Linked DNA regions of Zea mays: region 1 is linked to region 2. Evidence: chromatin contacts called from public Hi-C data. All regions are on one chromosome and are shown on one strand. The core of a region is the stretch at or near the end of the contact, and the rest is flanking DNA. Distances in the headings are between cores, read along the strand shown. Region 1 holds the start of LOC100283103. Region 2 holds the start of LOC100282143 (dopamine beta-monooxygenase).

Region 1 (3,615 bases), core at 1,019-3,518, 410 kb before region 2:
GATAGGGCCAACCCTCAAAGTTTGTGGTCACCATTGTTTTACGGTGATTATAATATAACTGGAATTCTGTGGGGTTGTTTGAATTTGTTGACTGATAACTTCGATGTGTCATACAGCAGATTCTTGTTGTTTCATGCTTTTGTTGCAGTTTCTGATGTTAGTTGTAGCCATCCTTTGTAAAATTGTAAGTGCTATTTTTTTTCTAAAACCTTGAACATATGCGACTACCCACTCGTACAAAACTAGTATTGCTTCATTTGGTTCTCGTATTAATATTTTTTTACTGGAGTAGGTGCCCTGGCCCCTCCAGAATCTTCAAAAAGAAAATCTTTTACTTGAGCTAGATTGAGTGTAGTGGCGGAGATCTCCCAGTATTTTAATTTATAATGATGGCTTGTGAATTAAACTGCGCACAGATTGTAAGAGAATAATTTATCGAATGTTCAGATCTTGGTCCTTCCTAGTGATCTCGCAACATTGCATTTTAATTCCATTAGCAAATCTGTCTCTGTTAACGAACGTATTTGTCAATTTGATTGTTTTCAGGTGACGCAAAAGTTCAGCTGATGCAAGAACGATCTCACTGGTACGCCAGCTGAAGAACATTTTTACCAAGTGAATTCATCTCATACATCAAACTGACCTCATTTATCAGGCTGAAAGCATGGCCCTGCCTTTTATAATTACATATGTGTCCAACGTAAGTGTCAGTGCATCCCATGATGGCATACATACATATTTTGCGTACATACACATCACATGACTGGATAATTACATATGTCCAACGTAAGCGTCAGTGCACCCCATGATGGCATACATACATATTTTGCATACATACACACATCACATGACTGGAGAATCATGCAGAGATCTCTCATCTCATTCTCAGCCAAGATCAGGAACGATGAAGTAGTCCTCGTCGTCGTCGTCAGGCACCTCCATCCGTGACTTCTTGAACAGGCGCGCCCCGTTCGCCTTGTAGAACCCGGCGTTACTCACTGGCTGCGGCGAGGCGAAGAACTCCGCCATGGCAGTTTTAGCTGGCGAATGGGCGTGGAACAGGTCGATGTCCTCGAACCACTCCAGCTCCTTGAGCCCAAGAGACGAGTCTTTCTGCAACAGCAAACACAAAACAGATGGAAAAGGAAAACTGAGATAAGAATAAGAACGTGAAAAGCTTGTGGTTGATCTCATCATCACCGCCGACAAAAAAAAAGGTTTTGGATGGTTAGGTCCTTGCCTTGTCGCTGGATTCGTAGTCCGACAGCTCGAGGAGGTCCTCGACGGCCCAACCGGACGGTGGCAGGAACGGCGAGGACGGCACCTCCTGCGGCAGCGCGTCCTTGACCGTCCTTGTTTTGGTGGTCGTCCCGGCAGCTGGCGCGCTGACGACGGCCGTGGGCTTGGAGCTTCCCTTGGGCGGCGCCGGCGGGAGGCCCTCGGCGCTGGCGCCGCAGACGGAGCTGAAGCCGACGCGGATGCCGGTGGCGAGGTAGCGCTGGTGGTTGCCGGAGAGCGTGCCGGGGACGTGGATGGGCTCGTCGCAGTCGCGGCAGAGGAGCGCCCTGTCCTCGACGCAGAAGATGAAGGCCGGCCTCTCCTGGCACACGTCGCAGCGCGGGAGGCTGGCGGGGAGCGCCGCGGCGTCGCCGAGCGGGAGCCGCTGGTGCTTGCTGGCGAGCTTGTTGGCGGCGTGGATCTCCACGTCGCAGCGCGCGCACAGCGCCGCCTCGTCGGCGCAGCACACCACCGCGGCCGCCGCGGCCTCGCACGCGTCGCACTGGATCCTCATGCCGCCCGCCCCTTTTCTACGTAATCCGGAGCTTCCAGTGGAGACAGGCAGGCCAGCAGCCGCCTAAAAAAATCAGCATGGGAACGGGAGCAAAGCAGAGCCAGCAACTGGCGGGGTTGGCGCGTATAAATCGCGCAGCGCGCATCACGCCCGCCTCCGGGCCATTCCGCCCCGGCACGCGGGTGGGTGTGGGCGGAGGGCCCCGGACGGGGCTTGGCTGTGTGCCTGTGTGGACGAGAGGCGCTTCGGGACCGCGGGCGCTGCCGGCTGCCGCGCGGGCCAAGATTTTGATTTGATCGGCTGACGTGTGGGGCTGGTGGGTGCCCCCGCGTGGGGATGGGCGAGGTGATCGTTCGTTCCGTTCCGTGGAATTTTGGAGGGTGGAGACGAGGAAATTGTGGCCACTGCCCACTTGCACCGTTGCACTGCAAGTTGCAAGCACGCGAGCGGGACAGTCGGTACCGGTAGGCGGTAGCGACCTGGTTCTCCGTTTCGGGCCGGTTTTTTTTTTGGCCCATGTGCATGCATGGTCCGCCAGTGTACCTGGTACGGCGTGGCCGTCCACAGGGAAAATCCGTACGTGCCACACACGCTTGAGATGTGCCATAGTGTCGACACGTGAGTGCAGCAGCTCAGCTTCACACTTCCAGCTGATTCGATTTGGTGTGAATTGGAGATAAAAGAACCGAAGGGCAGTAAATCTACTAAGGGCTTGTTCGGTTATTTTCAATCCATATGGATTGGAGGGGATTGATACGGATGGGAGGAGATTTTGATTTACTAGGGATTAAAACCCCCTCAATCCCCCCAATCCATATGGATTGTGGTTGAACCGAACATGACCTAAGGGGGTGTTTGAATGCACTAGAACTAATAGTTAGTTGGCCAAAAATTGTTAGTTGAATTAGCTAGCTAACAAATAACTACCTAATAAACTAATTTTTCAAAAATAGCTAATAGCTGAACTATTAGCTAGGGTTGTTTAGATGTTTCAACTAATTTTAGTCACTAACTATTAGTTTTAGTGCATTCAAACACCCCCTAAATCTTATCCATCTTCTATGCTCTTTTTCCTTTTTCTTAAAGACGTATAGCTTATCGATTCGCTGGCTTTAGGCCAAAAGCTGAGTGTCGTTTTTAATGAAAGGATGTTGTAGCTAAACGAGTGAACGCAGCCAACCAGTTGGCTGCTGCAGCACAGCGAATAGGCAGGCTTCTTTGTATGTACATGTACGTATTTGGTAACCCTCCTCCAGTTCTCCGTCTCCAAATAAATACACATAAAAAAGTTTTTTTTAAAAAAAACTAATTTTATAGCAATATTTATTTCTGTACATGTATCTCCAGACTTAACAAGGAACATAAAAAAGAAAAGACCTCGACGGCGCGAATTAGGAGCTGTGTCATGTCATGTGCAACCTTTGGGGATACATGTGGGGTGGCCATAGATGGTTGATAGTTTTCTGATGGATAGCCATTCCATCTGGCAGAACATGCTGCTTTGCTTCGAAAGAAAATCTGAAAATGGCAGAACCTGCCGCGGGCCACCCACTCGTGTCTACAGCGTGTGTTCATGGCGGATAGTGCTTTGATCTCAGCCATACCTTGTCCCTGGCAGCACGATATTTTGGCACCTTGAAGTAGAGAACGACAGCTTGAGGTGGCGGCCTTAGCAGTAGAGAGGGATAGCAACGGATATATAACCTTCGGCTGGTATAATTTCATACTCTCTCTAAAAAAACTTTACTTGTCGGATTTCCTATTTTCGTCCGTGTGTATGGAATCCTTTATGTACTCGTACACGCTCATATAATTTTACTCGT
Region 2 (3,407 bases), core at 367-2,866:
CATCTCATGTCAGAACTCTTGCTTTGAGGTTGCTGAGACACACTCTGGAAACTGCTAGCAGGAATCACAGGAATATTTCAATTGTCCATGAGACATGCTCTTGTTGTACTAAGTTAAATGCAGAAAGCCTTTTTTTTATTACAGCTTTGTCAGTTTTTTCCCTCACCTAGTAGACTTGAAAACATATTAGGTACACATGAATCTTTGGGGCACATGGTGCATCACGATCATCGATCACATATCTAACATCCTTTATTGCTTCGTATATTTTGTAAAAAAAACACCTTCCACTGTTACCATCCACCACTTCCACCCTCATGTGCGAAAGGGTAGGTGTGGAAGGTCGCTTTTATAATAAGGTTAAAGAGGAAAAAAATAAAGTTTCTAAGTATTCAACAATTTGGTTGAAACTTAGAACCAACTAATCCTTAACCTTCTCACTCATTGTTTGAAAACCGACATTTGATTTTTATCAATAGGGGCACGGAAGAGCATATAAGCCCAATTAATCTTTATTATTATGAACTTAACTTTTAAAAAAGAAACAAGTAAAAAAAATGTCCAACCGACCTAATGGCACAACGATCTTTTAGAGCTAATTTGGTGACCAGCGAGGGCTTGTTCGGTTAGCTCTCAATCCATGTGGATTGAGTGGGATTGGGTGGGTTTAAATACCAAGCAAGTTAAATTTCTTCACAATTTTTTCTAATCCAGTCAAATCCATAAGTAACGGGATTAACCGAACAAGGCCTGAATTGGAGAGAATTCATGCGGAGAAATCCTCTTGCTATTGAATTTCAAATAGCGAGTGGATTTCTCTCTATGGACCCCTTCAATTCTATGTTCACCAAATAACCCTTATTAGTGGTAGATCAAAGTCAGCCTTCAACTCCGAGTAAACTGTGTGTGTAGTGTACACCGGGTGACGGGTGCTGGCCCAGACAGGGACGCGCACCCCTGGAAAACCAATGGATTGATCCGGGGCAGGGCGCATGTGAGCCCGCATCTTCCTTTAATCCGTGCAGCTAAACCGTGAGCTGTTCCAGCGCGCAATAATCATCTGGGGCCAGCCTTTCCCATCCAAATCCTCTCTCTCTCACCGCTGGGGACCTGCCCCACCGCCGGCCTTTTCCGCCCCTTTCCGTCTGTTCGGCAGCTCAAGCCTCGGCGGAGAACCACCGCTGCTCTTTGATGCCCTGCGGCCAGGTCCGCCGGTCCGCCCCCTACGGGACAAGCGACATGTTATGCGGTGTTGTGTTGGACCGGATGGGATCCCGATTGGTTCTAGTGTGCACTCTCACGCAACGGCTTCTTCCTGGCTGGATCCGGACGCAGGTGTCATGCTTGGTTTGCTACTGTGCCGTACCGGTAACCGCAGCAAGTTGGGGAGCATACTCCTGTATTACTTACTGTGTCTGGGTAAAAAGAGCACGAGAGGACCTCGTTTTCTATACCAAGTTGAAGGCCGTCACGATTAGAACCGGCAATTCGTTGATTGCCGCCATGTGCGCTCTCCAGGTGAACAGAACACGGAGCATCACCACCAACCAGAGCACACTTCCACATTGTGATACATATATACACACACGCACACGCACAGACGCTTCCGAGGACAGTAGCAGTAGCAAGTAGCAGCATACTCTCCTACGCGAATCGATTAACGGGCGGCACTCACCCACCGTGTGGCCTGCCAAACTGTCCCCTAGGCCCCGGCCCCGCCCGCGCCTGGCCAGTGGCCATCCATCCCTTCCCTTCGCTTCGACGCACCAATCTTGTCCCGGCGCCTGCCAAATCCAGCAAGGCCACACAGCCCGAGGCAGGAAGGGCAGCGCAGGAACAGGGAGCGAGCAGCGCACGGGCAATGGCGGCTTCTTCCGGGACGCGCTCCGTGCGCCTGCTGGTGCTGCTGCTCTGCCTTCTCGGGTTCTGCGTCGCGCTGAGCCACCAGGAGTCGGCGGCGGACTCGTGCGCCAGGGCCAAGGTCGCGGTCGCCAGCCTCGTGCCCTTCGACTCCACGTCCTTCCGCTGCACCGCCGCCTGGAAGCAGCAGGACTTCGTCCTCAGGGTATGCCTGCTGCTGGAGCATTTCTGTGATCCATCTCCTTCCTTTTTTCACATACGTTCTAGACTAGATCCCACTACCATTGCACTCACTGCCCACCGTGGGCTACTTAGTCAATCAATAACCCCGATCTGACCCGAACCACGCATCGTCCGTGCCGGTCGCCAGTACAAGAACACGGGGCCCAGCGAGTGGAGCTTCATCCTCTCGGCGCCGGACAGGGGCTCGTACGTGGCGGTCGGCTTCTCGGGCAAGGGCGCCATGGTGGGGAGCAGCGCCGTCGTCGGGTGGGCGGCCAACGGCAGGGGCACCGTCAAGCAGTACTACCTCGGCGGGAAGAGCCCCGAGGAGTGCGCCCCCAACAGGGGCCTCCTCAAGCTCGTCAGGAACAGGACCGCCGTCGCCTCGCGCTCCGGCCGCCTCTACCTCGCCTTCCAGCTCAGCACCGACTACCCGCAGCCGTACCTGATCTACGCCGTCGGGCCGGACGGCAGCCTGCCGCAGTCCGACTCGCTGCGGCTGCCGGCGCACCAGAACATGGCCTCCCGCTCCTTCAACTACACCTCCGGTACGTCCCCGGCCCCCGGCCCCCGAATTAATCCACGCGGTTTTTACATTTTTTTTTCTCCACCCCCGGTGTGTGTGTGTGTCGAATCGACAAATGCGTGCGTGTGCGCAGGGCTGTCGTACAACGTCGCCGGGTCCGGCGACGCCGCGTTCCCGCCGGAGAGGAAGCACGGGCTGCTGGGCATGATGGGGTGGGGCGTGCTGATGCCCATCGGCATGATCACCGCGCGCTACTTCCGGCAGCTGGACCCGTGCTGGTTCTACACCCACATGGCCATCCAGGTGGCTGGCTACGCCGTCGGCATCGCGGGCATCGTCCTCGGCTTCCGCCTCAGCGAGGACGGGCTCAGGAACGTGGACGTGCACAAGGCGCTCGGCATCGCCATCTTGGCCATGGCGTCTCTTCAGGTACGCTTTTTTTTAGGCAAAGAAAAAAATATAGAAAATTGTCTGAGTTACTCGTAGATAACACGGGGGAAATTGAATACAGATCATTGATAATTTGTATTGGTATCCACTTTCGGTTTGCTCGGCACATGCGTACGCTGTAGATTGGAATATATAGATCTGCCGCGATGGCCAGGCTGGATAAAGCAGCGTAGTTTTACGGGTGTTTGTTTGTAGTGGTTGACCGTGATTAAGTACACTATAGCACTGAAGAAGAGAGGACGTCTTGAGTCACTCACATGCCCCGTGAAAGCGAGAAGCCTGCAACCAGAATATAGAGGGTTCCATTTTTGTTGACAGCAGAGGCTAGACAGACAATGCGCGGCGTAGC

The links. Hi-C and Micro-C count contacts between places; a contact is called where the count stands out from the background.
Region 1: a contact with region 2 is called in a Hi-C map of endosperm, with 2.8 times the contacts expected there. The contact joins the promoter of LOC100283103 here to the promoter of LOC100282143 in region 2. A contact is called at or near these places in 4 of 25 Hi-C or Micro-C datasets (ear, endosperm, root tip and 1 more).

The regions. Positions count from the first base shown.
Region 1 is chr2:35,323,202-35,326,816 of Zm-B73-REFERENCE-NAM-5.0, reverse strand. It overlaps LOC100283103, which reads right to left and starts at 2,268. Exons shown (of 2, transcript NM_001156005.2): 1 at 1,241-2,268; 2 at 630-1,113. The coding sequence starts at 1,792. The coding sequence ends at 886. LOC100193495 (RNA-binding CRS1 / YhbY (CRM) domain protein) reads left to right here. Exons shown (of 4, transcript NM_001138609.1): 4 at 1-81.
Region 2 is chr2:34,909,175-34,912,581 of Zm-B73-REFERENCE-NAM-5.0, reverse strand. LOC100282143 (dopamine beta-monooxygenase) reads left to right here and starts at 1,616. Exons shown (of 4, transcript NM_001155055.2): 1 at 1,616-2,065; 2 at 2,231-2,630; 3 at 2,742-3,037. The coding sequence starts at 1,862.